Linked DNA regions of Rattus norvegicus: region 2 is linked to region 1. A link is a contact called in public Hi-C data. All regions are on one chromosome and are shown on one strand. The core of a region is the stretch at or near the end of the contact, and the rest is flanking DNA. Distances in the headings are between cores, read along the strand shown.

Region 1 (4,367 bases), core at 702-3,201:
CATAATCCCTGAGACACCTCTCCAGCCCCCACATTAAGGCTTAAGAAAGAAGAAGAAGAAGAAAAAAAAAAAGCAGACATGGTGATATGTCTTTAATCCCAGCACTCAGGAGGCAGAGGCAGAGGCAGGTAGATCTCTTTGAGGCCAGCCTGGTCTACAGGGTGAGTTCTAGGACAGCCAGGGCTACTCGAGAAACGCTGTCTTGAAAAACAAACAAAAGCCTGAGTAGTGGTATAGACCTGTGAGGTCATCCTTTGGAAGGAGTAAGCACTGAGTCAGTAGTTCAAAGCCAAACTCAGATACATTTGAGTTTGAGGCAAGCCTGGGTTACCTAAGACCTTGTCTTAACAAAAGAAAAGAAGAAAAAAAGCACACAGATGTATTACGATTTCTAGTCCAAAAATCTGGAGTTCTTCCTTGCCTTAGTACAAGATTCACTACTTAATTTATATTTCTCCTCTTTTTTTCCCAGTCTTCAACAAAGGATCACTTTACCCTGAGGTAGGCTTCACTATCATTCTCCTCAATGCTTCTTCTGAAAAAGTCAAGTATTTACTGGACAATTACTGTTAGCCACAGCAGTTAATAAATACCCAGTGATACCTAATGTAAAAGCAACCTTCAGTTCACACCTTTCTCTCCTCAGCAGTCCCCAACACTCATTCCCTAAACAAAAAGCAAGGAACTAGCCCAGAGGTTAAGCACACTTACGGCTCAATTCCCAGCACTCTCTCCCAAAAAAGCAAAAGGGTGTTACTACTCTCTGGGAGGACGCTTGGCAAACATTTCCTCTAGTTAAGCATTTAAATCTGCAGGGCCAGAAGAGGTGGTCAAATGGAATATGAAATTGTCAGCACAGAGAAGCCAAACTAATAAATAACTTTAGTGCCAGGACAGATAGGGGGCTGTTATAGGGTAGAGCATGAGAGGGCTGGTGTTGTAGTACAGCGCTTGCCTTGCATGTGTGATACCTTAGAAGTGAAGCACGGACCGGAAGGAAGAAAGAGAAAGTAAAAGATAGTATTTGGTGTTAACAAGGAATTCATTGAATTAGAGGAAATCCTCTAGTCCAGGTGTGGTGGTGCACGCCTTTAATCCTAGCACTCCAGAGGAAGAGACCGGAGGGGATCTCAATGAGTTCAAGGCCAGCATGATCTACAGAGTGAGTTCCAGGACAGTCAGGGCTCCGTGAAGAGACCCTGTGTCAGAAGACAAACAAACCCGGGTCAAATCTTGCCACAATCGAATCACCACCAAATTGCAAGACAAGCGGCTATGCTGGCTTTCTGAGTTTGGACTTCACAGGCAGCCCATGTCTAAGCAGGATGATGCCAGCAGCTACACTTTTGAGAGCAAGATCAGGTCAGGACTTGCCGCCAAAACATAGGAATGCAGCCACCCCAGGCAGTCTATTGCAATTGCACATTGGGCCGGCATGTTTCTCAGGCTTCAGGAAACCAGTCTTCAGATTCTAGGGGCCGTGTCAATGTCCTCTCTTCCCACAAAGCCCATCTAAGCACCTCTCCTGCAGAGCCCGGGTGCTTGGGGATCCGCACGCCCAGCTCTAAGCCCACCACCACTATCAGCAGTGGCAAGTACTTACGCGGAGACCACTTTCCCGTTCAGGATTCCCGCTGGTGCCATGGCCCTTGCTAGTCTGCTACCCACGAAGAACACCAGCAAAATTCAGGTTCCAGTCCCTCCGCGCGCGTACGGGACAGCACAACCCACGTGCTCAGGGATCTCCCGGGGAAACTCAGTCAATGCGCCTGCGTCGCGCTCCCAGCAGCGAAGGTGCGCAGGCGACCGGAATGACGTCGTGACCCGCTGACAGCGGAGGCAGGAGAGTCTGAGGGAGCCGGTGGGCCCTGGCAGCAAGAAGACTGTCACCAAAGACTGGTTGGCGGCTGTGACTGGCTGTGGAAAGAGCCTGTGTGGAGCTTGCCTCTGATGACCTGGGAGCTTCCCGCGTCGCTTTTAGCCAATCAAAGATAGTGTATAGGGGGCGCGGTGGGGCGGGGTCTAGGCGGAGTCTGAGCAGAACCCCGGCAGGAATGGGCCTGTCTGAACCAGTTCCCCTGACCTAGGTTGCAGTGACAGTCTCCTGCAGAGCCTGTGTCGCGGCTTTGTCCTTTCTTTCTTTCTCTTTCTTTCTTTCTCTCTTTCTTTCTCTCTCTCTCTCTCTCTCTCTCTCTCTCTCTCTCTCTCTCTCTTCTCTCTCTCTTATTTATTTATTTATTTATTTATTTATTTATTTATTTATTTATTTATTTATTTATTTATTTATTTATTTATGGCTCGTCCTGACTTCTTCAGGCAGGAGCTTGGAGGCCTTAGGCTAATTACGGGCACTGACCTGGAGCGGGTGATGCGACTTTCCACGTTGTCATAACCCCAAGCTTTCAGAGTGTGGTGGGGGGCACCCGGGATAACTTTGCCTATCTGTAACCCTCTTAGCAAGAGTGAGGATATCTTAATGAGACAATTGTGTCCTTCTGGTTAACCATCTGCGGAGAAAGCACACCAAGGAATTGGATGCTTCCCAGAAAAAGATTTCAGAGATCACCTTGCAGGACTGATGCCTTGACAGTGATGGACGGGACCACACCTCGACCTTCACTGTTCAGCTCTGTTTAACTCTAACTCTCTACTTAAACCTTAACCTTATATTGGACCCAGAAGACAACTTCTCTTTGTCCCTCTTCCCAATGTATTCCCGTATTGAATAAATCTCCTTTTTCTATTTCTTACCATTACTTGTTTAATGGGCTTATTAAGAATGGTGTCTAGGGGTTGGGGATTTAGCTCAGTGGTAGAGCGCTTGCCTAGCATGCGCAAGGCCCTGGGTTCGGTCCCCAGCTCCGGAAAAAAAAAAAGAATGGTGTCTAACCTGGTTTATTGGATTGTCAGAGCCCAGGGTCTTACTCTCAATTCTAGTAACAGTAGGGAGGATCAATCCACAGCCTTGGCATAGAGACAAGTTCGTTATGACTTAACCATAACTCAGCCTTCCATAACTAAAATCGAACCTGTTATCCTCCCTGGGTTGAAACCCATAGGCAGGCTCAGCCCAGCAGCTGAGAGGGGTCTCAGAGCAGCAGCATGGGGCTCCATCAGTGTGGAAGGAGCAGAACTCAGAGCCAGGGATCCTTTCCTCTCAGCAGATCAGTATTGAAGCAGAGACCACTCCGGTAATAATTAGATGCCAGCAAGGCTGACACCCCTCCCCATTCACCCTGTACAGAAATGAGTTTCGCCATGTCCTTGGGAGCCTGGTGGTAGAGGAAGGCAAAGAAATTGGCTTTGCTTTTTCTGCTGCTGTTACTGGACTGGATTCTTACTGTTGGGTTTGTGGTAGAAGCATAGAAAACTTATTTGAGACACAGAAGCTTAAAAATGAAAGCTTGGGGTTGGGGATTTAGCTCAGCGGTAGAGCGCTTGTTTAGTGAGCACAAGGCCCTGGGTTTGGTCCCCAGCTCCGGAAAAAAAAGAAAAAAGAAAAAAGAAAAAAAAATGAAAGCTTTATTCTCTGAAAGCTCAGGGAGGCAGCCAGGTCGGGACCTGAAACATGTCCCAGAAAGGAGATTGTACGACATTTTAAAAGGTTGGGAACATAAAGTGAGGGATGAACTGGGGTGCGCTGCAGTGTTATCCGATTGTATTTTGTTTGACACTTTGGGTTAAGCAAGGGAGTATCTGTTGGAGACTGGACCATATCCATGGCACCTGGCTTCAAGGTCCTTAATTCATTCTCCTAGACACTGGGTGTGGAGCTCAGAGTGATAAGGGGACAAAGCAGGTCAGCTACATGTAGTTAATTAGGGCATAACAGGCAATTGATTATGTATTTTTACAACTTATGCACCTTGGTTTAGATAACAGCAATTGTTATATTCTTTATCCGTTAACATACAATTAGGAAAACATTTGGAGAAGTGGGATAGGAGTTCATTCCTAATCCTGGGACATGAACTTGTTTGATCTGCCAACAAGGTCCTTGGAGAATTTGTCCTTGACTTGCCAACAAGATGGAGAAGTTGTCCTTGAGATGGCTTGACTCAGACAGCTGTCTCCTTACAAGGTGTCCCTGAGATGTCTGAATTGAGACAACTGTTTACAACAGAAGCTGTTCAGCTATAGGGAAGTCCCCAGCTGCCTTAGGGTCTGGTATCTTGAATTTAGTTTTTCCCAATAAAATAAATGGAGTCTATAAACAAAATGTTAGTTCCTAGAATAAGTTTCTTTCTTTTTTTAAGATTTATTTATTTTACGTATATGAGTACACTGTTGCTGTCTTCAGACACACTAAAAGAGGGCATCGGATCCCCATTACAGATGGTTGTGAGCCACCATGTGGTTGCTGGGAA
Region 2 (4,367 bases), core at 1,191-3,690, 90 kb before region 1:
TGACCTAGAAATAGAGATGAGCCACTATGTATGTGCTGGAAACTGAATTTGGTTCCTCTGTAAGACCAGGGGGTGCTCTTAACCACTAAGCCATCTCTCCAGCCGCTCTAGCATTGGGTGCAATGCAAAAGGTATGAATGGACTCAATTCTTACCAACCACAACCTGTGGCAAAAGGAAAATGCTGTCCTAATCTAGAGAGGTTCACCTGGAAAGAAAGTTCTAGTCATTTCTCAGAGGGCTTTTTGGGTTTTTTTTTTTTGTTTTTTTTTTTTAAGATTTACTTATATATAAGTACACCGTAGCTGTCTTCAGACACACCAGAAGAGGGTATCAGATCCCATTACAGATGGTTGTGAGCCACCATGTGGTTGCTGGGAATTGAACTCAGGACCTCTGGAAGAGCAGTCAGTGCTCTTAACCACTGAGCCATCTCTTCAGCCCTCTTAGAGGGTTCTTGTTTGCCTTTACCTTCTGCTTATACTCAATTCTTCTGCTCCCAGCAACATAGTCTACAATGGTGGTTCTTAATCAGGGTATATTAGGATATTCAGAGAAAAATAATAAGAGGAAGAAATAGGCAAGTAGATACGTTACACTGACATATGGCTGGTGAGGTGGTTCACACTTGTAATCCAAACACTTAGAGGTAATGACAAGAACAACTCTGAGTTCGAGATAAGCCAGGTCTCCTTAGTGCCAAGCCAGTTGAGGCTTTATAGTAAGACCCCATCTCCAAAAACAAAAAGTGAATAGGACCTTGATTCATGCCTTTATAGAGACAGAATTATGAAGAGCTACACTCTGCAAGCTGAGTGGCTGGAACTAAGTGGTGTAATTGTATTGTAAGTCCAAAACAGACCTAACCAGAAGAGCTACTGAGACCAATTCCAGTCCAAAAGCTGGCAGACCCAGAGAGATCGGATGCGTGCTTTTTTCCCCAAAGTTAGGAAAAATGACTCTCTCAGGCAGGAGAAAGCTTTCTGTTCAGGCCTTCAGCTGACTAAATGAAAGCAGTCTCTTTTACCCACTCTACTAATGCTACTTGATCTCCAAATAATGACCACCAAAGCCAGACGTGATGCCTAACATACTGAGTTTCAGTGAGTTAACTGAAGTGGGAAGATCATCAAAACCAGTCTGAGCAAGAAGACCTTGTCTCAAAAAGCACCTTCATGATTGGGGGATGGGAATGGAGCTCAGACTGCTTGCTTGGCACACGCAAGGCCTTGAGTTTCATCCTGCAAGATAATGTATACATAAAATTACATCCCATAACTCAGTCAACACAAATTTGACAGTAAAAACTATCTTCACCATGTGGGTAATCGATAATGTGGAGATATTTGGGGAAATTCTGCCTGGGAGGAGGGCATGATAAAGTTGCTACTGGCATCTAGTGAGTGGGGACCATAGAGGTTGGTAAGCATGCCACAATAAAAGTATCTCCCATCTTATCCCACCCAGCGGCCCGCTCAAGGTGTCGGTAGAGTTGAGGTTGTAGTCTGGTCAAAAACCCTTTAAATCTTGTGATAGTGCTTTGGGATTTCTATCTAGTCAGTTGGGAGTTAATATTGATCTAATGGAGTCTATGATGTCTTTGTCCAAAGTCCTATCGATATTATCCATTTAGAAATCTTAAATTGGATTATTTGAAGTCAGAGCTGCAGAAATGGCTTGGTAGGTAACATGCCACTTACACAAGCATCAGGGCCCACATAAAGCAGGTGCTGTTGCACATGCCTGAAACCACAGTGTGTGTGGTGAAAACAGGTGGATTCCTGAAGTTCACTGAGTCAGTGAGAAACCTTGTCTCAAAGTGTAAAGATGGAGAACTGGAGGAAAGACCCATGTGCACACTAACAAGTACAGACACAAATAAAGTCAGATCTGTTCATCAACAGACCACTTAAAATTTAACATCCTTTAAAAACAGCTCAGGCTAGCCTCAAACTCACTTTTTTTTGTCTCTTTTTTTCTTTTTAAAGGTTTATTTATTTTATGTATGTGTGTACACTGTAGCTGTCTTCAGACACACCAGAAGAGGCACCAGATCCCATTACAGATGATTGAGCTGCCGTGTGTTTGCTGGGAATTGAACTCAGGACCTCTGGAAGAGCAGTCAGTGCTCTTAACTGCTGAGCCATCTCGCCAGCCCCAAACTCACTCTTTTTACCTCAGCCTCCCAAGTTATGGGATAATAGATGCGTGCTACCATTTTCAGGTCAAGACAACTTTAAATCTATTAATAATATTGAATCAATTGTATCTCTGAAGTGTGGTAAAAGAAAAATATGATCGTAGTTTATTATTTGTGTGCATTTTAATCTGGCCAAAAGAGGGCGCCAGTGCACCATAAGAATGTGTGTTCTATCCTGTTATGACCTTTCTCTTCAGCTCCTTTTGTATTTGATGAGCTGCCATTGGATTTTCCTTACCTTGCAGTCAGTTCAGTGTTAGGTAACAGCGTCTTGACCTCCCCTCTGTGCATCTGACTTAGGAGAAGTGCATCAGAGAGAACAGCACACTTATGGTTGTACTATTGAACAAGTCTGAGGATTTTTGCAAAGTCATTAAGATAAGGTCATGGGATTTTACTCCAATGACATTGACCCTCCTAATCAAATATCAGACTCAGTTAATGTTTTCCCTGGACAAGAGCTAAATGGAGACATTTAAGAAAATCATACATTGGGGTTGGGGATTTAGCTCAGTGGTAGAGTGCTTGCCTAGGAAGCGCAAGGCCCTGGGTTCGGTCCCCAGCTCCGAAAAAAAGAACCAAAAAAAAAAAAAAAAAAATCATACATTGCTTGGTGTCCCCCCCCCCCCCCATTCTTTTATTGATGTATATTCACTGCACTCAGTGTTGGGTTTCAGAAAGTCAATTTCAAGTTCGTCCTGTGCTTTAACCATAGCCAGCCCCTCCCACTTCCTTAGTCCCTTCCCTCCCTCACATGGCTCCCCCAGTCTCCCTCTTAATTCTTTGTTGTTTTAGCTTTTGGTTTTGTTTGTTTTTGAGACAGGGTCTCTCAGTTACGTTGCTCTGGCTATTCTGGAACTATGTGGACCAGGCTGATTTCAAACTCACCAAGATCTTTATACCCCTGCCTCCTACATGCTGACATTAAAGGCATGTGCCAGCACGCCCAGCTCTCCCTTCTTTCCTTTATCATATGTATATATGCATGAGGTAGGAGTGAACAAAAGCGTGCATTTTCTTTCTGCATCCTTCTTAATTTTCTTAGTATAATCTCCAGTTACATCCATTTTTTATAGTAAATGACTCATTTCTTATGACCAAATGAAACTTTGTTGCGTATGCATGCCACATTGTTTTTAAATTGATGGACACCTAGGCTCTTGTGAAGTCTGTAATATGCACGGATGCGGAAGTATCTGTGTGGCATGTTGATGTTCATGTACATACTAGTATGGTGGTACCCCTAGAAAACACAACCAAGAGTTGATAGGTTGGGAGGCATGAGATTTAAAAGCTCCTAAACAGCCCAGGCCTAGTGTCACACACCTTTAATCCCAGCACTTGGGAAGCAGAGGCAGGAGGATTTATGAGTTTCGAGGCCAGCCTGGTTTAAGGAGTAAATTCCAAGACAGCCAGGGCTACATAAAGAGACCCAGAAGAAAACAGAAGAAAAGGGAGAGGAGGGGGAAGGAGAGAGGGAAGAAAAGAGGACGAAGAACTCCTTTGGCAAAGGAAAATAGTAAATGGCAGTCCATGGAAGGGAGAAGACATTAGCTAGCTGTGCATCTGACAGGATTACTATCAATATATAAAGTCAAAAAGCTAAACACACAAACAGGCAATCCTGTCACTAACCAGGCTAATGGAATAACAGCCAGTTCTCGGAAGATAAAGAACGCACTACTCAGCACCCTTAGCCACCACTGAGACTAAACTGATTAAAGGCACACATTCCTCTCAACCAACAAAATAGCTACATGAAGAAAGCAAGAGAGTACAGGAAGTCGCATAATCAGTGGGTGCATAGATTGACAAAGTCATTAGAAATCAACTTGGAGCTTCCTCAAGCTAGAGCAGGCTGCCTCACTTGCATCTTGCCTTTCCTTCCCTTTGTCTACTGTTTGCCTTTCAAAAATAGTAACACCAAGTACAGGGATGCTCTTAGATTCCCTTCTTCCCCACTTTTACCCAGGTCCCACTTGAATAGATTTCTCAACTCATAGTCTGCCCTTTTCAGTGCCCGGACCCTGTCTGTTCTCACTGTTATTGCTAGTATTCTCCTAGGACTTGCTACTGTGTTTAAGTTTCTGTACAGCTGAAACTTCTTGAGCAATGAACCCATTTTCTCTCAGATAAATTGTCTCCTAATGTTTACACAAACCTTTTCC

What was found. A called contact is a pair of places that touch in the nucleus more often than the background predicts.
Region 2: a Hi-C map of liver shows a contact between it and region 1, with 3 times the contacts expected there. The contact joins the enhancer-like site here to the promoter of Mthfd1 in region 1. A contact is called at or near these places in 7 of 12 Hi-C or Micro-C datasets (the A7r5 cell line, frontal cortex, kidney and 3 more).

Annotation. Positions count from the first base shown.
Region 1 is chr6:100,711,094-100,715,460 of GRCr8, reverse strand. Mthfd1 (methylenetetrahydrofolate dehydrogenase, cyclohydrolase and formyltetrahydrofolate synthetase 1) reads right to left here and starts at 1,951. Exons shown (of 28, transcript NM_022508.2): 1 at 1,604-1,951. The coding sequence starts at 1,644.
Region 2 is chr6:100,801,819-100,806,185 of GRCr8, reverse strand. No RefSeq gene overlaps it. Among named protein-coding and RNA genes, the nearest start is that of Zbtb25, 16 kb to the left of the region's middle. Within about 2 kb of position 2,440, at least 1 of the 93 cell types and tissues checked has an H3K27ac peak or open chromatin away from gene starts, as enhancers often do. A contact at or near this core is called in liver, where this site is marked.